Regions from separate parts of the Hordeum vulgare genome. Here region 1 is linked to region 2. A link is a contact called in public Hi-C data. All regions are on one chromosome and are shown on one strand. Each heading gives the region's core, a stretch centred on a gene start, on an enhancer-like site or on the middle of the called end of the contact. The rest is flanking DNA. Distances are from core to core; before and after follow the strand shown.

The links. Hi-C and Micro-C count contacts between places; a contact is called where the count stands out from the background.
Region 1: a contact with region 2 is called in a Hi-C map of leaf, with 4 times the contacts expected there. The contact joins the promoter of LOC123406089 here to the enhancer-like site in region 2. A contact is called at or near these places in 2 of 6 Hi-C or Micro-C datasets (leaf and seedling).

Annotation. Positions count from the first base shown.
Region 1 is chr6H:334,107,831-334,112,633 of MorexV3_pseudomolecules_assembly, forward strand. It overlaps LOC123406089 (acetylajmalan esterase-like), which reads left to right and starts at 3,217. Exons shown (of 1, transcript XM_045099580.1): 1 at 3,217-4,803. The coding sequence starts at 3,739.
Region 2 is chr6H:333,552,513-333,557,089 of MorexV3_pseudomolecules_assembly, forward strand. LOC123404678 (CCAAT/enhancer-binding protein zeta) reads left to right here. Exons shown (of 16, transcript XM_045098615.1): 16 at 116-1,123. The coding sequence ends at 784. Among protein-coding and RNA genes, the nearest start is that of LOC123404678, 16 kb to the left of the region's middle. Within about 2 kb of position 2,784, at least 3 of the 3 cell types and tissues checked have open chromatin away from gene starts, as enhancers often do. A contact at or near this core is called in leaf and seedling, where this site is marked.

The DNA of each region.
Region 1 (4,803 bases), core at 1,967-4,466, 560 kb after region 2:
CTGAAAGGTGCTCTACATGTTTTGCGCTCTCAGAAAGGGCTAACGAGATACCATGTCGCCATATTATATCGTGATTGTGTTGACAAATTGTTGGCATGTGATATATCTTATTATTGCTTGCTAGTTGGTTATGTATTGCCATAATTGGATATGATGCTTATTTTTTATCATGGATATGATTACTTATGCTTTATGCCAAAAACTTGAACACTACCTAAGCATATATATGGCAATGAGAATAAAAGAGTTCTTAAAAGTTTTCTTTATCACTTTCAGTCTATCAACTAAATTGCTTGAGGGCAAGCAATGAGTTAAGCTTGGGGAGTTGATACGTCTCCGATGATCTAATTTTCCAAACACTTTTACTCTAGTTTTGGACTCTAATTTGCATAATTTGAATGGAACTAACCCGGCCTCACGATGTTTTCACGAGAACTACCTTAATGTTAGTTTTCTGCAGAAATTAAAGTTCTCAACATTAGGCGATACTTTTTTATTAATTATTTCTGGAATATATAATGAATCATGGAGCAAAGAACCACCGAACGAGGGTTGCCTGTGCGCCACAGGCCAACAGGGCGAGCCAGCGCCTTAGGAGCACCCTGATGTCTTGTGGGGCCCACGTGGCTCCTACGACCCTAATTCCAGCCATATAAATTCACATCTTCGGAGAAACAATTATAGAGAAGATTTCATCGCATTTTACAAGATGGAGCCTCCACCACCGCCTGTTCTTCCTCGAGAGGGATGATCTGGAATCCTTTGGGGGCTCCGGAGAGGGGGTTCATCCCCATCGTCATCATCAACCCTTCTTCATCAACAATTCCATGATGCTCACCATCGGCTGTGAATAATTCCTTAGTACGCTCACTGGATGGTAATGAAGTTTGGATGAGATTGATCATGTAATCGAGTTAAGTTTGATAGGGCTTGATCCCTAGTATCCACTATGTTCTGAGATTGATGTTTCTATGACCTTGCTATGCTTAATGCTTGTCACCAGGGCCCGAGTGTCAAGCTTTCAGATCGAAACTTATTATGTTCTCTCTAAATATGAAAAGTATTTAGATCCGATCTTGCAAGTTCTATGCACCTATTATGTGTTTTGATCCCCATACCCCATCGTGACAATAATTGGGATTATTTCCGGTGATTGTCGTAGTATGAGGAGTTCATGTATTCACTATGTGTTAATGTTTTGTTCCTGTTGTCTATTAAAAGGAGGCCTTAATGTTCTAAGTTTCCAATATGACCCCGCTGCCACGGGAGGGTAGGTCAAAAGATGTCATGCAATTACATATCACAAGCATGTATGACGATATACAGAATACATGCGTATAATATATTGATGAATTGGGGCTAGTTCTGTGTCGCTGTAGTGTGTAGTTGTTACATGATTGATGGCATCCATATCTTTCCATCACTGATCCATGTGCCTAAGCTTTAGAAGTATTGAATCTTGATGAGTTACAATTTCTACCGTTAGAGTTGTTACCAAAATTGTTGCCATCACTATTACTTCTACTACTATCATATGTCGTGCTACTAAACCTTTGCTGCAGAGAGATAACCCAGGTGTGGTTGAATATAAAACTCAACTATCGAGGCCTATCAATATTCTTTGGCTTTCCTTGTGTCGAATCAATAAATTAGGATGAAATACTACTTGTGAAGACTCTCGTGATCTCCTATACTTGTGGGTTATCAACCAGGGTGAGCCTCCACCGCGCCATCAGCCTCCATGTCGACGAGCGCACGTGGACGATGGTGAGCACGGTCTGCACGCGCCCTTGCATCTTGACGAAGCAGGCAACCATCGCACCCGCTCAAAAACCACGGCAAATGTTGTAAGATTTTTCCATGGCAAAATATATTTTGGTAAGATAGAAAATTTTGCCATGGGAAATTTTGGGTTAGTGATATGACAAATTTTCTACCGGTGACACGGCAAACGTATAAAGATTGTTATCATGCCAAAAATATTTAACAAAGTGTGTATTGTTATGATATTCGGTAATATGCCAAAAAATGGCTTCAAAACATTGCAAGAGTTTTAAGACTGTCGCAATGGCAAAATTGTCATGCCGTTTTCGTAATCTCACGAGGACCATACTCACACTTATTTCATTTCGTCTGAAACAAAATCGAGTCGCTCGAGAATTGCCATTTACACAACTGCCACCGCAATCTTAGCCATGGTGTTTGGCGTCGCAGTGGTGAGGGCTGACACTCCCGCTCCTCATGTGGTTGCAGGTCCCGTAAAAATCTCCCGGAGCTCGCGCACGTCTCTTCGGGGGTGGTTGCGCTGCACCACGCACCGAGGCATGGACTAAGGGCCCTCGGATAGCGACAGTGAGTTTGGGCTGGCCGTCGAGCTTGTTAGAATCTGATCCATGCGGGGACAATCGGGATGATGGAGGGAAGATGAGTGAGAAGGGACATGGACATGGGGAGGAAAAGAGTGTGGAGAGAAGCCGTTGAGCGAAGAGAGGGACGATACATTACACAAATTGTTTGCTCGGTTCGGTTGTTATCCCGAACTTCGTAAAAAACTACAATGACGACTAGACTTGCTTCAAAATTCGTGCAAATCATCCAAAAGTTAGAAGGACAGCCCCAAATGCCAAAAATAAGATGTTCGGGATTTATCTTTTCAGATATTCTATAGTATATTAACCCATGGTTACTTCTCATAGTAGTATGATTATCTAAATAATTGTTTACCAACTCATGCATATGATTTACCTATCTACATATTTTTTAGAATTCTATTTGATAATCAGTTATTTTTGATATTCTATAGTAGTACTATCTTGTCAAAGAAAACATAACTTTGTTTGGCAAGTCAATAAATGACAAGAGGAAAGGAGGATGTTGGACGAAGAACGTCTTTTTTTAAAGGTAAATGCTTGCAGCCCGAGCGCCGGCCGAACCGAACCTCGCGGCTCGCGCGCCTGGCAGCAGCCATGCAACATTGTTTATTACAGATTTACTACAACCATGTATAAATTTGATACACTCGTCCACATATGCAACATTTTTAATGTAGATTTGCTACAAACGCGGTTAACTTTGATACAAGCATTTTCTATTTTGTTGCAACTTGTTCATTAAAGAAGTTGCATCCACGTTTGGTTGCAACTCGAGTTCGTTGAATTTTTTTTCTACAACCGTGTTAATTTTTGTCACAACCGGTATCATTTTTTGCTACAACCGTTCACTGCATGTTCGTCAGAGTTGCAACCCGAGTTTACCGGATTGTTTTGCTACAACCTTATTTTTTGTTTTACTACCGCTCATCATCAATTTCTTTTTGCTACGAGTACGTAGATATTTTTTTAGCTACAATTTTTTTATTGCAACCGTTGACGAAATTGTTGCATCATAGATAAAAGTTGTTACATTGAGAAAAAATTATTGCACAAAGATCTAACGACGTGACCCGCGTATAGCTGGCGGATCGGGCGGCCCGCGCGGCGGGCCGAACAGAGCATTTCCCTTTAAAGAAGGAGAGATACGGGTATCCTAGATCTATCTTCGAATCCGTTTGTGAACTGCACCGGTGGTCACTTTGTCCTGGCGGAAATGAAAGTCGGGAACGGCTAGACGCCATAAATAGGGGGGCTGTGGTCACAATCTTTTCGGCACCGAAACCTGCGTATCCATCGCTACCAATACACGACCGACAACCTAGCACTGTACCGTAGTATAGTAGCGTGCAACTTTGCGTGACAGTCCATGGCATCGGCAGTGCTTCTCCGCTACCTGGTGGTGCTACTCCTCGTAGTCGGCTGCCTCGGGAGGCCCGTCCCACCTTCTCCGGCGCCGAATATGGTCGATGGCATCACGGCGATATACAACTTTGGGGACTCCATATCGGACACCGGGAACTTCATCCGGGAAGGCGCCGTCGGGCTGATGGAGCACACCGGGAAGCTCCCCTACGGCTCCGCCATCGGCGGCGCCACCGGGCGATGCTCTGACGGCTACCTCATGATCGACTTCCTCGCCCAGGATCTTGGACTGCCGTTGCTGAGCCCGTACCTCGACAGGGGCGCCGACTTCACGCACGGCGTCAACTTCGCCGTCACGGGCGCCACCGCCCTCGACACGGCGGACCTCGCCAGGATAGGGCTCCACATGACCCACACCAACAGCTCCCTCTCTGTCCAGCTCCAACGCTTCAAGGACTTCATGGCCAGCACCACCAAAACCCCTTCGGAGATGCGCGACAAGCTGGCGAGCTCACTGGTCTTGGTCGGAGAGATCGGCGGGAACGACTACAACTACGCCTTCGCCATGAACAGCCCTCAGCCCAACGGCGGCCTCTACAACATCGGGCACATGATAACCGGCGCGGTGGAGTCGCTGGTCCTCGTCCCGCAGGTCGTCAAGTCCATCACGGCCGCAGCCAAGGAGCTGCTCGACATGGGCGCCACGCGGATGGTGATCCCGGGCAACTTCCCGCTTGGCTGCGTGCCCAGCTACCTCGAGGCCGTGAACGAGACGGACCCGGCGGCGTACGACGGCAACGGCTGCCTCATGGGGCTCAACCTCTTCACGCAGATGCACAACGTGCTGCTGCTGCAGGGCATCCGGGAGCTGCGCAAGATCTACCCGTCCGCGACCATCGCCTACGCCGACTACTTCTCAGCCTACGTGCAGATGCTCAGGGGCGCGTCCAAGATGGGATTCGACGCGGCGGCCGCGACCAAGGCGTGCTGCGGCGTTGGCGGCGGCGCGTACAACTTCGACATGGACAGGATCTGCGGCGCGCCGGGGACGGCGGTGTGCGCGAGGCCG
Region 2 (4,577 bases), core at 1,534-4,033:
TTGATGCTTTGAGCCTACCCTCTACTAATCATCACACACTTTCAGATGTATACGAGTTGTCACTGCCGCAATTCTGTTGGTTGATCTATGTACGTCTGTGTGTTTGTGTCTGCAGCTTGACCTGAATCATCATCTCATTGGGCAAGATCTGCTAGAACTGGCAGAAAATGAAGTTCCTCCAGAAGATGTTGTTTTCCATCGTTTCTACATGAACAAGACAGGCCCTATTAAGCCCAAGGCAAAGAAGAAAGCTTCAGTTCTGGATGAAGATACTGGAGAGCTCTTAGCTGATGACGTTGATGATGGCAGTGATGAAAGTGATGACGAGATGCAGGAGCTGGAAGATGAGTCCTCGGAGGATGGAGAATATGACTACGACAATCTTGACGCCAAGGCATTTGAGGAGGAAGGGGATTTGCTTAGAGACGACAGTGATGCTGATGTGTTGGATGACATTTCAGATGACGACGACGATGATGATGATGAAGATGGTCTTAACATGTCTTTTATGGATGCTGAAGCCCTTGAGAGTGCTGACGATTCAGATGATGATGTTACTGATGTAAAGGCTGCAGCTGCAGCCCGTGGGCGAAAGCGAAAGAGCGGCTCAACTCCATTTGCAAGTCTAGAAGAGTACGAACATCTCATGGAGGGGGAGGCTGAGAAGTCTACGTTGAAGAAGAAGCAGCGGAAGCACAAAGAAGCTGGGGACAATGTGGGCCGTAAGGAAAGAGGACAAAAACAGTCGGGATCACGAAAGAGGAAGTCCAAGAGATCTGAATGAGGATGAGATTATACCATGTTGGAAAATGTTTGTTGCGATAGATTTGGAAGACACAAGTGGATCTTCTCATAGTGCAAGCGGCTATAACATGTTGGTCTACCTTCTGGCACTCGCCGCCACCAGTTCCTCTCTGCCCATCCTTTTGCCCGTGGGGACGCGCTGGCTCTTGCAGGAAGAAAGAACGGCGTGTGATCAGGCTCGGAGAATTACGCGATCAGTTATCTTGTCTAGGCGTCTAATTTTGACATTTTTTGTATGTTGCAAACAATTTTTTTTCCTAAATTATGTAAACTGGGTTCCTGAAGCTATTATCCACCTAAATTTATTACTTTTTCATGAGAACGTCCACAGCATGGAGAAAATGGATATCCCTAATTTCGAGATCTGTAAGACACAGATTATTATTGAGTTTGTCTAGATGTGTCTTAAGTATTGCACATCTAAATGACTCAATCAACATAAGAAGAAAACAGAAAAAGGAAAAAGAAAATATCTGTATGAATCTTCAAGTAAAATCAATGATATGTGCTTTAGCAAACCGTTATTTATACTTGGAAACCCATGGAATATTAGCAAACAATGTTTTTACGGCAGCACGAGGAAGGTGAAGTACAAGACACCTATGCATAAATTAAACAATCACCAATCAACGTGCCACACGTCACAAGGCACCTACGTAAACTGAACAATCACCAGCCAACGTGCCACACGTCACACTGCACGTTAGAGGCCACTATCTAATAGAGCAGGACGCCCAATGCAAACGCAAAATGTTTATCAATGGATTGTATTTTTCACATGGGGACAGTGCCCATATTGTTTGAAACATTACCAGTGTAAGTGTATTTGATGCTCATTTTAATCTCAAGCCACCAATTGATGTTGTGATTAGCATGTGAGAGAACTTGGACACGACAAAGTAGCTATTGTTAGCGGTGTGTACAGGTTGAGGAGCTTCTCTCGGAAGATATGGGAATCGACAACATTGACTTGAACGGCCGCGCGGTGCTACACATCCTCACCACGAGGGATGGTGGTGGAAAATAGTGGTCCACTAGAAGACCAACATCAACGCCCACAAGTGAGAATTGACTAGAAGCACTTGTTTGTACGCTAATGATGTCGCAGTCTTTCTCAACCCAATGAGACAGGAAATGCTAACGCTGCGATCAATCCTTCGAGCATTCGCGGACGCTACGGGACTCAAAGTAAATTTCACCAAGAGTACGATGTTGGCCATCAATGACGACATCTTCTGCTTACACGACGTGGTCGGACCCCTGGGGGCCATATGCACAACCTTTCCATGTAGATTTCTCGGTCTCCCGCTCTCCCTCCACAAGCTGCGCAAGAGTGATATGCAACCGCTTATTGAAAAAATCTTGGCAAGGTTGGCGTGTTGGAAGTTCAAATTGCTTGCTACCGCACGCAGGCTGGTCCTCCTCAACTGGGTGTTCTCAGCGTTCACGGTGCACTAGATGTCGGCGCATGAGATGCCGAGGTGGGTGAGCTGGCAAATCGACAAGATTAGGCGTGCATGGCTTTGGAAAGGCCAGGAATTTTGCCACAGTGGCTAATGCAAGGTCGCTTGGGGTAGGATCTGCATGCCTGTTAGAAATTAGTCAGTACATTAACTCAAGGGATGTGTCCAACTCCGAACAATCGTGTCTCCTCTCTCTCTATTGTCAATACGCACCTGTTCTGAAGGGATGTCTTCGAACATACACCTATTCTTCGCACCTTTTTCAGATGTATGTATACTTGAGAATCAATAGAAACAAGACTAATTGTCCATTCACTTTCATTCAATCTCGTTTCCGTTTAATACGTTATCAGTCACGTGTCTCTACCGAGAGCAGAAGGCCACAAGAGAGATCAGTCCATCCAGACAGTTACGGATGTCGTTCTCGTCGCCGATGACCAACCACATGCGAAGCGGCGCTGGAGCCCAGGTGCCAGTGCTCGACCTGGCGCCCTCCAGCGCATGGTTTGGTCTCGCCCTCTCGTTCTCCTTCTCCCGGACGCAGACAGTAGTGGCCGACGCCCTCCCCATCACGGCTCGCGATGGAGCCCACAGCGGTTCCTCGACAGCGGCGCACCCGCATCTTCTACATCCACGCGACGACGAAGGCGGTCGATGAAAGTGTGGCAACGCCCGACGCGACTCCTAGGGAGGAGCACGCAGCGTCCTTTGGTGGTTCGGCCTGACATTGAACGCCGTGGCTGTGGCGCCCGCCCATACCCCGCGCCCGTTTGCGTGGCCGCCGCCTGTGCCGGGCCACACCCGTCCGCTCGGCCGCGCCCCGCGCCCCTCAGCCTGTGCCGAGCCGCGCCCGTCCGCTCGGCCGTGCCCCGCGCCCCTCCGCCTGTGCCGGGCCGCGCCCGCGCCCCTCCCCCTGACCGCCGCCCGCGCCAGGCCACGCCACGCCCACGCCCGCTCGAGCCCACACCAGGCCATGGTTGCGCTCGCCCGCGCTCGGACGCGGCGCTCGATCTCATGAACGGTGCCGCAAACGGCGCCTTCATCAGCGTGGCTTCCAGCCACGGGCTCCTTGGTGGTTCCTCTCCCAAGGAAGATGACGAGCACGGAGGGGGCTCACCTCTCCGCCGGTGAAGTGGCCAACTAGCCGTGGGAGTCTCCGCCCGTCTCGGTGCGATTTGGGAACGAAAGCGGTGGTGGATATTTCCTCTGGTCCCTCTTCCTTATCTGCTCGCGTTGGCCTGGATGGGCTGCCTTCACGTGGCAAATTTGCTTGTGGCTGGTACTTTATGCAGGCCGCAACGCCTGTTTTATTTGCTTATTTGCATCTTTGTTTAGCAGATTAGCAATTAATCTCCTAACAACACTTCTAGCAGTAATTTACTTTTGTTTTAGATCTGCTAAAATAGTCCATAATTTTAGTACTGTTTTCTGTTGAGTTTTAAAATTCCAGAAATATTTGTACATTGATACTTGACATGTTCAATGTGTTTACCACATATCAAATTTTCTAGCACATGTTTTCCGCGATTGAGATTAAGTTTTCTCGCAAAACAATATTGATTTGCGATTGAGATTAAGTTTTCTCGCAAAACAATATTGATTTGCGATTGAATTTGTTTTCTTTTTTCGAAAACAATCTCACTGCGATTGAGATCAATTTTCTCTCGCAAAACATTAATTCACTCTGCTGAATTATCTTGCAATTTGATACAAGATCATCTCATTTAATTTGAGGTCTATACAATTTAAGTTTTCACTTGAGCATCAAGTTTTCAACATCATTACTATTCATTACAATAGTAGTGTATTTCTGTTGAGTACCGAGTTGTATTCCAGATCTTAAGTTGATGAAATATATTTTCATGTTTATCACGTGTTGAGATTAATTTTGTCCATTTGCAATAGAGATTTTTAATGTCTTGCGAAGATAAATTCAGTACTTCTACGGTACTGTTTCTCTGTTGAGTACGATGTATTTCGAAATGTATTTATTTCCATGTTCAACGCATGTCAAGATCAATACGTCTATTTGCAATTGAGATTTTCAATTTCTTGCAAATAAATATGCAAATTTTGAAGTGTTATTTTTCAAATTGATGCTTGGGATCACAAGGTAGTCATATGGATCTACCGCCCATGCAGATTATCAATGATTATTGATAAAGCCTACATTTTGTCGTCTTGACATTATGATTGTTTTACAAAGTGCTGTCCCACACATTTTACTAAGTCATGACATAAGGCACTACGAGTGAGTCTAGTGACTTCATCAGATTATACTCCCTAGTGCCGCGAGATCTACTCCATTTT